3 separate regions of the Zea mays genome follow, and all the other regions are linked to region 1. The links are chromatin contacts, called in public Hi-C maps. All regions are on one chromosome and are shown on one strand. Each heading gives the region's core, a stretch centred on a gene start, on an enhancer-like site or on the middle of the called end of the contact. The rest is flanking DNA. Distances are from core to core; before and after follow the strand shown. Region 1 holds the start of LOC100191905 (Peroxidase 64). Region 2 holds the start of LOC100284735 (glycoside hydrolase, family 28). Region 3 holds the start of LOC100194359.

Region 1 (4,269 bases), core at 438-2,937:
CTGATGGCGACGGCACGGACCTGATGGACCTGCCTCCATGTGCAGCACCGCGCCGGAGCCGGACTGGAGTAGCAGGAAGGAGTACGAAGACAGGCAGGCGGAGCCGCGGAGGCATGGACCTGAATGAAACTGGCAGTACATAGCTGCTAGCTTAGCACTTGGCAACGCGCCAACGCCGTTATTTGCTGTAGCAGAAGCCGAGGCTGAGCTGGGATGACGTTACAGTAACAGTTACCACAGCGCTGTACCTAAGTGTCAGTCTGTAACAATAATAAAAAAAGGTGCTGTAACAACAAACAACAGTGAAAAAAGAAGGTTCCACTCCAGTCTCCAGCTCCCAGCTCCGCTTCCACACCGGCAGTGGCTGGTTCAGATCTCAGAGATCTTCAGCATTCCATGCATTCGGTTCAGAGAGACAGAGTCTAGCTATCTTTCTTTCTTCAGTACGTGACCCGGCTTTACCAGCCAACAAACTGCGTGGACCAGACGGCGGGCTCTGCACTGGTGGATGCATCCATCCATGCTTCCTTTTGGGTAAAGCTTGAAGAATGGCGCCTGGCGCGGCTGTAGAAAAGCTCTCTGCCTCCTTTTTTTTTTTAACGTGGAAGGCACTCGGATGTGAGGCTTCTTTTTTTTTTTTTAACCCCACTTCTGATGCCAGAATCTATTGTGGCCTCGTCAGCTGCCTGCTCCTAACTAACTAACCACACGTGTACGCACGAGCACTCGTAAACTTGTCTTTGTTACGGACTACTACTAGCTAGCACTCATACCAAGCATATATATGGCGCAGAGGGGAAAAAAAAAGAATGGCATAATCATGCGTCTGAAGAAAGGCTTTCTCAATGATCCATATGCAGTACGTGTAAGTATTATAATGTAATGTAACGTAGGCGCGCGGCTAGGAGTCTAATCCGTCCACGAAGCAAACAAATGCATGTTCGGGTGCCCGCGGATTTGGGGGTAGCTGGCGTGATCTATCGCGCGTTTCCCGGCCGCCTGCTGACGCTCGTCGTGGACGACGAAAACTCTCAAGAACATGATGATGATGCCTCATAAGCACTGCACTGACATTGATTACCTTACTTTGTCAAGCAACCGGGGCCGACATCTGTACGTATTTTATTATAAAGTTATGAGCGTTAATCATACGAAATAAATAAAACAGATAGAGGCGGACAAAGTTAATCATAAATGTACGTTAGGATTCATGATAATGAATCCTAAATTTATGACCCACTGTTGTACGCATTCGTAGCTTGCATGCATGGGAATTGGGAAGAAAGTTCCATGCCGGATAGTAACTCTGAAAACAGAAGGATAGCTCGCCAATGCAAGTCGCCAGGCGACAAGATGGACGCTTTTCCATCATGCGTCAGTGCAGCAGATCAAAACCCAAAAAGGCATGAACGACCATTTGTACAGATCCCATGCGTGCATCGTTTTAATTCTTCCTTGTTGAGCGTCTGCTTTTCTTTTCTTTCATCCCTCTCGCAAATCTCAATCAATCATACACCACAAGGGCCCGCACCCGTCTCTCCCTCTCTCTCCTCGGCTCCACACTACTAAGCAGTATCGATGGCCCCCTCCCACATGGGATGTGCATGCACCCCCACTATGCCAGTTGCCCTATATATAAAACCGCCTGGACCGACCGGAGTCCCACTAGCTCCACTCCACCACACACACCGCGCAGCTAGCTGTCACCGGAGCAAGAAGGAAGAAAAACCAGCGGCACCGATCGATCGACGACACGCGCGCGATCGAGGTGAGGAGCGAAAGAAAAGGTGGCCTTTTCGAAGCCGCCGGACGGAGTGTAGCGCTAGCTAGCTCCCCAGGCCGGAGAGGAGGATGGTGGGACGAGGAGCGGCGACGGCCCTCGTGTGGGCGGCGGTGGTGGCGGTCGCGACGGTGGTGTCGCGGGCGCAGCAGCTGCAGGTGGGGTTCTACGACACGCTGTGCCCGGCGGCGGAGATCATCGTGCAGGAGGAGGTGAGCAAGGCGGCGTCCGGCAACCCCGGCGTCGCCGCGGGCCTCCTGCGCCTCCACTTCCACGACTGCTTCGTCAGGGTCAGTGCGCCAAGCGGCTAATTATTAAGCAAGCTAGCTAGCCGCCCTCCTCGAGTGATCCAATGCAAAGTGGTTGGTGGTGGCGGTGGTGGTGTCACGTACTGTGGGGACGGGCCGGCCGGGTGCCTCGATTGCGCGCGTAGCTGCATGTGGATCCTCCTTCCTCTCTGTTCATTATTACGCGTATTATTGGTATTGCAGGGGTGCGACGCGTCGGTGCTGCTGGACTCGTCGGCGGGCAACCAGGCGGAGAAGGACGCGGCGCCCAACGCCAGCCTGCGCGGGTTCGAGGTCATCGACAGCGCCAAGACGCGGCTGGAGCAGGCCTGCTTCGGCGTCGTCTCCTGCGCCGACGTCCTCGCCTTCGCCGCCCGCGACGCCCTCGCGCTGGTACGCACTGCTCGTCCCCTCACTAGCTAGCTGCTCTTCCACTAGCTAGCAGCTTCTCCGGTTCTCTTTGGTCAGCGCTAGGTAACAACGTAACAAAACTATTCCCATCCCAAGGTAGAGCGAAATCGGTCTAGGATCACGCGCAGTGAGTACGTACGTGAGTGAAGAGGCATGGCCCAGCCGCGCCTTTCTGGACGCTTCCTTTCTTTTTCATCAAATATAAAAGGATGTGGGGGATGGATGGTTGCCATGAAAGCAGCTTTGGAATGGAAGGCTGTCCAGCCTTTGGCAACTCCACCCAACAATGCCATGTCCTGCACTGCACTGCACGTACTGCCTCGGAAGCAAGCACGCACGGCCGGCACACGGTGGTATAGATGGCCAAAAAGCACGAGGCCCGTGAGCCCGGCACGAAGCCCGCTTTTTGGGCCCGGTCCGAGCCCGGCACGGTAAAATAAGTGGGCGGGCTTGGACAGGAAACTAGGCACGGCGGGCTAGCCCGGCACGGCCCGTTTACCTCTAAGCCCGTTAAGCCCGTTTTTTTACACTAAAACGTGCTTTTCGGCCTGTTTAGCCCGCTTTTTGGTCCGTTTTTTCGTGCTAAACGGGCCGGCCCGGCCCGTTTAGGCCCGCTACGGGCCGGGCTTGGACAGAAACTTAAGCCCGATGGCTCAGCAGGCCCGGCCCGGTTTTGGCCGGGCTTCACCGGGCCCGGGCCGGGCCGGGCCGGGCCGGCCCGTTTGGCCATCTCTACACGGTGGCAGAGAGGAGAGAAGGTGACTCGAGGCGAGCCGTCCTTTTGCTTTAGGTGCACCTCGGTTTTGCTTGGCTCGGTTCGTACGTTACCGCGCGCACGGGCCTAACCTAACGGCCGGTGGGTGTCCGTAGCAGCGGCGGCACATGCTCGTGTCGTCGTGTCGCCCTCCATGGCTCAGCATAGCTCCAGTTCCCTCGAAAACCTTCTTCTGGAGGTGAGGATGGCATTAGGAGCTGGGAGAGTGCACTGCACTGCTCAGCGGTAGGGATTCTCCACTTGCCTTGGGCTTCGATTCAGCTGATTCTATGGCAGGATCAAACCTGCTGGTCAACAGATTTGATACGGTTAAGCCAACAGATATAGCCTTCAGTGTTAAACTAAACATGCTGCTTGCTCGAAGTTGCTGCTACAGTTTTTTTCCTTTTTCTTTTTTGTTGGGAACCATCAGCTCAGCAGGCGAGAGGAGAGTGAGGTCGGTGTCACACCGTCGTCACTCGTGGCAGTTGCAGGTAGCCCAGAGAGCGTAGCGTAGGCAGCAGAACTTTCCATTTCCCAGCTGCCAAACAGAGCACGCCGCTATACCTGACACGGAACCGTCGCGTCGAGCCAGCCACCGTGACAATACGGCGGCGGTTTCACGTCCGTGTCTCGTGACCGGGAGGGAGAGGCAGGAGCGAAAGCTACGAGACTACTACCACTACCAGCGCGGCGGCCTCGGGAACGCGGCGTGGGCACGTCGGGCGCATGGTTCTAGTACGTGGATCCGACGCGCACCCCATGTGCTCTGCCCTGCCCGGGCCCGGCACGCCCACATGCCCTGCCGTCGCGGTCTCGCCCGCCCCACCGGACGTTCCGGGTCCGCACGCACGTGCCACCTCAGCTGGCGTTCGCGTCGCGTTGGCTGCCTTCTCTTGCTGACGCTTCTGTGTTGGTCTCTGGCTGCGTTTGTTGCAGGTCGGGGGCGACGCGTACCAGGTGCCGGCGGGGCGGAGGGACGGCAACGTCTCCTCGGCGCAGGAGGCGGGCGCGAACCTGCCGCCGCCGACGGCGAG
Region 2 (4,146 bases), core at 897-3,396, 710 kb before region 1:
CACCGCTGACTGAAACAATGATCACAAACCACCACAGGAACAGATGATCAGTGACTTTAGGCTTTCAGAGCTGAGAGTGAGATCCATACGTGCAATAGGTAGGGTGGAGGTTCCAGTACGGCGCGTCGACGAAGGTGACATTGGAGATGATGATGTTGTCAGAGTAGAGGAGCTCGAGGAGGTGGCCGCGGGTGAACTTGAGCTCCTTGGCGTGGAACTTGTCCCACCAGACCTGCCCCTGCCCGTTGATCGTTCCATTTTTGCCTGAAATTTGTGTAGCTCATCAGTCTTCTGCAGCTACCACCTGACCTTGGATACGCTACTCGAAGGCAGGCACACATACTGTACCCGTGATGATGACGTCAGTGAGATTGGATCCTCCGATGAAATTGCTGTACCTTGGGCCAGGCTCGTCCCTTCCTCTCCCGTAGGACGGCAGGGGAGCTATGAGGGGCCAATGCTTCATGTCCTGCACAAGATACATGAACAGCATAGGGGTCACTGGACGGATGCAAATGGTGCAAACAAGATATGGGTGACAGTAGCAGAACAAATCTAACCAGCATGTCTGCATTATATTGAAACTAAGGAAAAGAGGATCACAGCACATGAACTTGGTAAGCCAAGGCTCTACTAACAGGTTGATCAATGGTTGTACTACAAAGTATTCAATGGCCAGTTAGCCAACAGCTTCTGCTTTCGGCGTCGCAACCACTGCCAAGCACTAGTACAAAAAGTCGGGTGTCAATCAAAGCCAGCCGAGTCCTTGCCTTGGGATACATATTTAAGCGCCACCTTGGTAGACAAAGAGTAATTACTAGATCTTGTTTTCTGAGAGAGGTAGTTATTAGTTTTTGTGTAAATGTGTACCAACGAACTTCAAACCTGGGTCTGTTTTGGATTAGTCATCAACGCTACACCAGCAGCACTAAAAAGTTTCTAATTGCCCTTCTTACGTTACTCAGACTACATTAACTTCAGTAAAGACGGAGCAAACATTTACCACTGGTCTTTCCAGGGAAAAATGTATACTATCATGTCTTGATGAAACGTTCTGGATTCTCAATAAATGATACACTACAAACAAACATTTCTATTTACATGTGCAGATCTGCAAGCTATGCATTCTGCCATACAAAGCAGTGATGCACAAGGCCCAGAGAGGAGTCATGGAATGGAACCATGGCATTGAGTTCAACTGTTCAAGAGATATGTCGGATTGGCAGTGGCTTTGCTTAGAAAAGAAGGGTTCGGGGTCCCCCAGGGCAAAAGCCGTTGTCCCTAGTGAAAAAGAGACCGGCCTACGGCCTACGCAGACGGGACGTGTCCCGTGAATCCGTGATGAATGAAGAGACTGTCTGCGAGCGGTGTTCAATGGCCCCACATGTCATGCTAAACTACCGCACCCGCACGGTCACGGGCCCATTACGAGTACGGGGACAGTTCCTCGGCTAAGCGCGGCGGCGTAGCCACGGCAGGGGAAGGCCAGCGGGCGCGGCGAGCGGAATGGCGGGAGGAGGATCTGGGGTTGGGTTCTCACTCACCTGGGACGCGAGGATCTCGGCGCCCTCGTCGAGGTAGAGCGTGAAGCAGCTGGTGAGGTTGAAGGGCCCCGTGAGCCACTTCCCCGGCGGCACCACCAGCGCAGCGCCGCCGTCGGGCGCGCGCCGCGCCAGGTCCGCCACAGCCCTGGCGAACGCCGCCGTGTTGAGCGTCCTCCCGTCCCCGACCGCGCCGTACTCCGTGACCCTCGCCACGTGCTTCCGGCACCCCGGCCCCGCGTACGCGCCACCTGCGCGCGCGCACGACGTCGCCAGCAGCAGCAGCGACGCCGCCCACAGAACCGCCGCCGTCCCCGCCTGCAAAAACAACCAACACGTACGAATGCCGCTTGATCAGTGACTGACGAGACTGACCACCAAAACATCGTCCCGGATTTTGGTCCGTCATCGAAGATGCAGCGCGGGGGCGAGGGAATTATTACAGGGCGAAGAGATCTTCCCGGTGCCATCGCGCGCGCTTCTCTTCTCCCCCGACGCCGAGCGAATTAGGTGGCCATTGCGGAAGCGGTGGAGCCTGCTTATAGCGAGCCGAGGAGAGGAGGCCGAGACCCGCGGGAGAGAGTTACGAGTTTGCCCCGTTACTGCCATAAATCCCACGGCCAGAAACGTGGCAAGTGGTGATGAAACGGCAGCGCGCGTGGGCCCGGTCCACGGCGCGAGCTCACCGGCGTCTGGGTCACGGGCCTATGGACCTGTTGCACGGAAGCCCATACGGCACGGATGGATTTATGTCGCGGATGGTAGCGGCCTCGTGACGAGTTGCCTTGCATGGCGAAGCGACGGAGGGAGGGAGATGACGCACGTGAGCGAGGGCAAGGTGAGAAGTGCAAGCCATCTTGTGAAATGTTTTGGGAATTTTTTTGTTAACTTTTAGGGCTACTTTAACAACCTCATTTTTCTAAGAACAAATAGTTCACCTTTCTTTGAACCCTTGAAAAAATAAAATTGCCAAACTAGTCTACAGTGTGACGAATCTGGTCCCTTTTGTGCTCGCGCAATTGAGTGGAAACATTTTGAGTAGTTGCCTTTATGGCGAATCGATCGGGATTCTTTGCATGCGCCATTGATGTTTTCCCTATTTCGTTTTACTTCATGGACAAACAACGTCTAAGGGCATGTGCAGCTTATAGACAACGGTTGTCTATATGTGTATTAAAAAAACAGAAAGACGATATAAACAACAAGTGTTATAGTGTGTTGTCTATTTATACTGTCTAGAAATTTTTTATTTCATAGACTTTCTTACATTGGAACGTGAGCCGAAGCTATCTCTTCACAAAAGGATGACCTATGTCTCTCTCCTCCTTAATTAGCGTCCATATTAGATTTTTTCCATTTAATTGTTGCTTATATGGCTACTTAAAGATAATATATTTAATGCCGTTGTACGTGCCCTAAGTAGAGACAAAATATGTAGAAGACAGTCAATAGAGCTTGTAACACGTTTTAGACACAATGTTACTTCCAAATTTTGAAAGCGAGAAAAATAGAAAAGGAATATTTCACCATGTATTAACAAACGGATGATGGAAGGTAGTGTTCGATCCCTACTCTTTCCTCGTACTTCACAGGTTTAGTCTAGTTGGGAGGGAACGACTCTATATTATTGGTCTTGTTCGTTTACACCAATCCAGCTCTAAATTAAAATAGACTGGAATTAAATCCATACCATAATCTATGTCCCAAAATAATCCAAGCATATTCATTTTTTTATTCGGTTAAACCCATCATGGATTATAACACGAGAATTTATGAATTTTTTAAACTATAGAAGACATGAATTCTATCCATAGCTCATTAGATATGGTACAAATCTATTAAGATATTGCACAAGTTTATATTAGAATCCATGGATCAAAAGAATAGCTAACTTTGTGGCATATGAATTCACCCAATCCAGACCCATATTAAATTCATGGTGGGATTTATTCCTATGTAACTGAACAAGGGCTTAGAGGGGGTTCGAAAGATTTGGGGGATGGTTCAACATCGAAGGTAGGATGGTTCAACATTCAAACATATTTTTTTTCTTTTTAAAGACACTCTATTATATATGGAACCAATCCAAACAATAATAATTAAGAGTGGTGCAGCTCTGTCCTACCATGCTCTGGAACCTAACACTACTTAAAAAAATCTGTATTAGAGCAACTCCAAAAGCATGTTAAAAAGCTTACCCCAGTCCCCAAAAAATGATTATTAGTGCAAACTAATAAGTTTTAATGACCCTTTTAATTAACAAGTATAATCCTATAGCTTCTTTAAACGAATGCTAAAAAACTAAAAACTGGACCAAATTAAAAAAAAAATCATCTCAAGCCTACGTCATTTTACTTGTCGCGCATGTACCCGACATGCCTTTTCTTTTGGCATGCAAGTGTCCCACGTCAGACCCTTGTGCGCGTCCGGTGCAGATTGCACGATTGGAGAGGTTTGTAGCCATGGAAATATGCGGGACGAGAGCAAGGGGATGCGTGACGCGTAATTTTTCGAAAAAAGGTTAAAGAGGCTGTTAGAGCAAGGGAAATAAGTTTTCTTTCCTAATATCTGTTTTTGAGAAGTTTATAGCTTCTCTTGGAGTTGC
Region 3 (4,663 bases), core at 365-2,864, 760 kb before region 1:
TCTCCAATAACTAACTTAAGATAGCGGTCAGATGTTTTGAGTGACTTTGCCAAACTCTGTTTGTTTTGTTTGCTGGGTAGTTGAGGGAGGAGTAGATGTACTAGACTTGTTGTTGGCTTAGATTGTGCCTGAAATTTGAAAGCTGGTCCCCCTAGCACTGGATCATTGGTTTTTGTTAAGCTTTGCAATAATGCTGGGTGAATGCCTTTGATCTAAAGGAGGTTCATTATTTCTCTTCAACTAAGAACACAAAAATCAGTAATGCAAGAGACGTAACATTGAATCACTCTGTTCTGATTAAAGCATACTATGTGCTACTTTACTAGAAAAAAAGGCATGCGTGCTCAAGAAAAAAGTAAAGACAGACATAACACTTCAAACACAATAAAAGGAGAAAGTGTCAAGGAAAAAACCTCTCACAATTCGATCAATCGCGTCATGGGGATCATTTGTCCTGGTAAAAAGAAACAAAAGCAATTTTACAGGAAATAAAGGTTAACAAATAACCAAGTCATATGTAGCTCGCACAGGAGAGGAAACAAATATACCAGCCAAATGTCCGAGCAAAATCTGAGCCAGTTCCAAGTGGAATGAGCTGTCAGAGAACAAGTCATGTAGAAGAAACAATTGAGATCATTCTTATAGTTCAAAGTTCAAACGTCCAAACTAAAAGCTTAAAGGGCAGGGAATAGGAGTACCCACACCCAGCGCCGTCGAATGATCAGGCCCTCGATCCAGAGCACACACTGGACTTCCTTCCCAAAAGAAACCATTGACCACCTACATATTCAAAATAACATCATCAACTCTGTAACTGTTATACCAGTATCAATCGCTGGAAAACTGTTTGTAGCATGGTTGTGCAATAAACAAAGTACCTCATGAAGTGTACCATCACCTCCAACAGCTATCACGGCATCAACCCCATCCTTTATAGCCTACAGTAATTAGGACATCACCAGTGCTTAGATTAAATAGTTACCAAGTGGAACCTAGTACACTTGACAAGGGGACACGCAGTCACGCACGCACCTCCCTTGTGACATCTATGGCATGGGATGGGCCCGAAGTGATGCACTCGCAAATCTGATCAGCCAACACCAATAAAAGGAAACATTCTGTGAGATGAGAGTGAGTGCGCCTAACTGACACCGGATCAGAGACCAAGCGCGGGTTTCAGATGTCAAATACAAATCCCAGAGTGCAAGAAGTTATCAGGCAGCGATCTGTGCAAGTTACGCACAACGAGGGCTTACGTTGCACTGGTCAGCGAGGCGGGTGCGGAGAAGCGGCAGCAACTGCTTCCACTGCTTTCCCGTGCGGCCATTGGCGCCTGCGCCGCGAAGATAACGGCGTTTAGAGAAGATTCGCAAGGTTTCTAGCGGGAGCGGAGGTGGAAAGGAGTAGGGGTGCGGAGCGTACCCAAGGGGTTGACGACGAAAACGAAATCGCCGCGCCGGCGGTGGGAGGCGGTGACGCGGTAAGAGGTGAGCCCGCCGGCGCTGGGTTGGGAGTGCGAGTGCGAGGAGGCACGTGGGAGGATCAGCGACTGCCTCGGCGTCGCCGGCGCAGCCATGACGGTGTCCTGCCGCTTATTATCCCGATCCACTCTGGATGGAGAAGCCGAGAAAGCGTGGGAATGCGCCTCCTACTGTGTTTTATTACGCCATGAGCGCGACGAAACACATTTCCTAATCACGTGTCCCGGGCTGTGCGAGGTTTTGATACTGTAGTGCCAGTATCATGACTCCTACGTAATAATATTCACAGTTTATACTTCTTTAAACTAATGTTTATATATTTTTAGTTATATGTGTTATTGGTCTGAACTTTTTTTGTTTCTATGCCACTATTGTCAAATTTGGCTCTAACGGAGTCAAATCCTGCTAGAAAAATCGAAAATACCATTAAGTTTGAATGTGCTAATATTTTTTGAAATTCTAATAATCTTAAGTAAAAAAATTAAAACTGTAAAATTGTAGATCCCATCGAGATATCTAGTATTTATATACAAAAACTATGTTTCTGTAAATAAAGATGTGACTTTTCTAATAGCCATTTGCTGATTTATCTACTTACTAAAATAGATTTCACAAAAAAGAAGTAGATTAGTTCAACGGACTCTATAAATTCAAAATTTGTATGACGCGTGAAACAACTATCTAAAAATAAAGGGTGAAACTATAGGGATAGAGAGCTACTAAATTTAAATAGCTTTTTGTATAGTCAATTGGAGACGTTTTTATTCTAATAATATCTAAATTTACCTTTAGAAAATGACATGACTAGTTGTCGTGGTTTCAGAAACCGGGGACACAGTACAATCTAGATTCGGTGGGAGTGGCTAGCGCGAACTCACTTTGAATGGTGAATCAAGTGACTTGAGAATCGAGATAGGTTTATACTAGTTTAGGCTCACATCCTACATGTAGTGTAGCACTGATCGTTTGTATTGTTTTTGAATCGTGTTACAATGGGTGTAAGTGTGAGAATAAAAGGAGAGGAAAACCTATGGCGAATTCTTCTAGCTCTCCTTTGTTCGGTCAACCCCTTTTATAGTCTAAGGAGGTGGCTTTCTACAAGTATTGGGTGATCTAAAGCAGAGTGAGATTTGTTGTCTACGGGAGCCCCTCTGCCGTGGTCCCTGACATCGCCTTCAGATACATACGTAAGGTACGGTCGTTATGGTGGATCGCTCTATCATGTCCGCTACGCGGGTTATTGTAGAGATTTCGATACTGAGGCTTCCTATAGCGGTGCTTGGCTGGTCTCCCTGTGCAGAGTTGGGGGACACTATGGGTCGTACGTGGTGATGTCTCGTCCCGTCGATGGAGACACGGTCACTCCTCCGCGCGTGTCGTGGTGTCAATCGATGCGGTATTCATTGGCGACGTGACTTATGGTAGCTGGCGGCCTGGCGCGGGTCAATAGTGCCAACCTCGATTTCACGTCGACAAGTATGGGTGTGCGCCTGTCAAACGTTTGACAGGTGTCGTGGCACACTGGCACTGGGGCCCACAGGTGTACTGGCCTGTTATGGGCATTGGTTTCTCCGCCTTGTAGAGTTGCTCGGCGGGAGTTGGTCGACCAGTCCGTCTCGCCGAATTGCTCAGCGGGAGTTCGTCGGCTGGTCCGTCTCGTAAAGTTGCTCGACAGGAGTTGGTCGGACTGTCCACCTTGTTCAGTTGCTCGACGGGAGTTGGTCGGCCCTGTTCTCGTGACTTCTTACCCAATTGGGCCGGCACAAGTTATGGGCCTACTTTGGATATCCCGTTCCTTATGACCTGTTACTAATTTTTTGGAGTTGCTCTAATAGGCATAAAAATATATATATATTTTACGTAGTCTAGTAAAAACATTTTATATAAAAATGGTTTTAAGTTATTTTATTTAATATGTTAGCACATTCAGATCTGAGGGTATTTTGGATTTTTCGCACCATAGCTTAACATTGTTGGAGTTGAATCTGACAAGAGTGGCATGGAGGGTAAAAAAAAGGTTCGGACCAGTTACACATCTGACCAATCAAGTTTTTTAATAGCTTATGAGTAATTACAAACTTGCATAATGGCACGCAGGGGAATAATTCGAGATTTTTTCCTACTTTAAATGCGTATATATTAAGAGTTTCTATATTTCAGGCAACTGAAAATTCCAAACAATAATTTTGGTACAGTTCTAAAGATAACACACAAGAGAGAATGCATAAGTTTTTTTAGTCAAACAGAACTTTCAGAACTGAGATGGAGACACTTTAAAATGCATATAATATTAAGAGTTTCTATATTTTGGCCAACTAAAAAATTTAAATTAACACTTTCAGTACAATTTAAAAGACATTTAATATATTTTTATAACTAATCATTGATAAAATTACATATCATCTAAAATCAAGCACATAAACTATAGAAGTGTTTATGTCTTGTTTGGCATAGCTTCAACAACTTCTTTAATGCTCTTACAAAGGAAACGAACAGAGATGAAGCCTTTATTTCTCTCAAGCTTTGCATTCAAGATTCAGCTGTTGATAAAGCTGTTCAAAGAATTTTGTCTTAGACAACATAGTTTCATCGAGAAAACTGTCCGTAAAATTGCTTTTTAAAATGTTTAACGACGAACCTGAGTTGTATTAAATGGAGCCTTTAATATTCATTGAAAAACATCCAATTTTTAAGAAACTAGTTTATGAAAGCTCTAAATGCATGTTTATAAGCATATATTTTTAAGAAAACTGGTTTATAAAAATTAAAGTGGTTACAAAATACTAGTTTATGCCTCAGCTTATAGAAACAAAATTCTCAGCTTTTTTAAAATCAAGAAGCTAGTCTCCTACCAGTTTATGAAAACTAATGTGGTCCAAACACCATTATACCATTTTTTTATAATCCAGTTTCTTAAAACTGGACATAGAAACTAGATTCTTAGGGGGGCATTTGACATAGCTCATATAGCTTCACTCCCAACGAGAATTATTTCCGCAAAGCTAAATGGTAAAAATATGAACTGGTCCATGGTGCTGGAGTGAATCTAGCCTCTATTTTGTAATAGAAAGTGAGAACAAAAAAATATGCTTTCCATCGGTCCCAACCAACTACCCACTCTTTAACCCCTCAGAAATCACTTCACAAACTATTTACCAAATAATTTTCGTCAAATAGATTCA

The links. Hi-C and Micro-C count contacts between places; a contact is called where the count stands out from the background.
Region 2: a Hi-C map of ear shows a contact between it and region 1, with 2.3 times the contacts expected there. The contact joins the promoter of LOC100284735 here to the promoter of LOC100191905 in region 1. A contact is called at or near these places in 2 of 25 Hi-C or Micro-C datasets (ear and tassel).
Region 3: a contact with region 1 is called in a Hi-C map of tassel, with 5 times the contacts expected there. The contact joins the promoter of LOC100194359 here to the promoter of LOC100191905 in region 1. A contact is called at or near these places in 2 of 25 Hi-C or Micro-C datasets (ear and tassel).

The regions. Positions count from the first base shown.
Region 1 is chr1:4,672,965-4,677,233 of Zm-B73-REFERENCE-NAM-5.0, reverse strand. LOC100191905 (Peroxidase 64) reads left to right here and starts at 1,687. Exons shown (of 2, transcript NM_001137329.1): 1 at 1,687-2,460; 2 at 4,172-4,269. The coding sequence starts at 2,218. It also overlaps a transcript of LOC100381417 not described here.
Region 2 is chr1:5,382,580-5,386,725 of Zm-B73-REFERENCE-NAM-5.0, reverse strand. LOC100284735 (glycoside hydrolase, family 28) reads right to left here and starts at 2,146. Exons shown (of 6, transcript NM_001157630.2): 1 at 1,985-2,146; 2 at 1,545-1,859; 3 at 349-469; 4 at 90-264. The coding sequence starts at 2,011.
Region 3 is chr1:5,431,475-5,436,137 of Zm-B73-REFERENCE-NAM-5.0, reverse strand. It overlaps LOC100194359, which reads right to left and starts at 1,614. Exons shown (of 12, transcript NM_001139394.1): 1 at 1,423-1,614; 2 at 1,257-1,333; 3 at 1,033-1,086; 4 at 879-938; 5 at 703-780; 6 at 549-595; 7 at 414-454. The coding sequence starts at 1,576.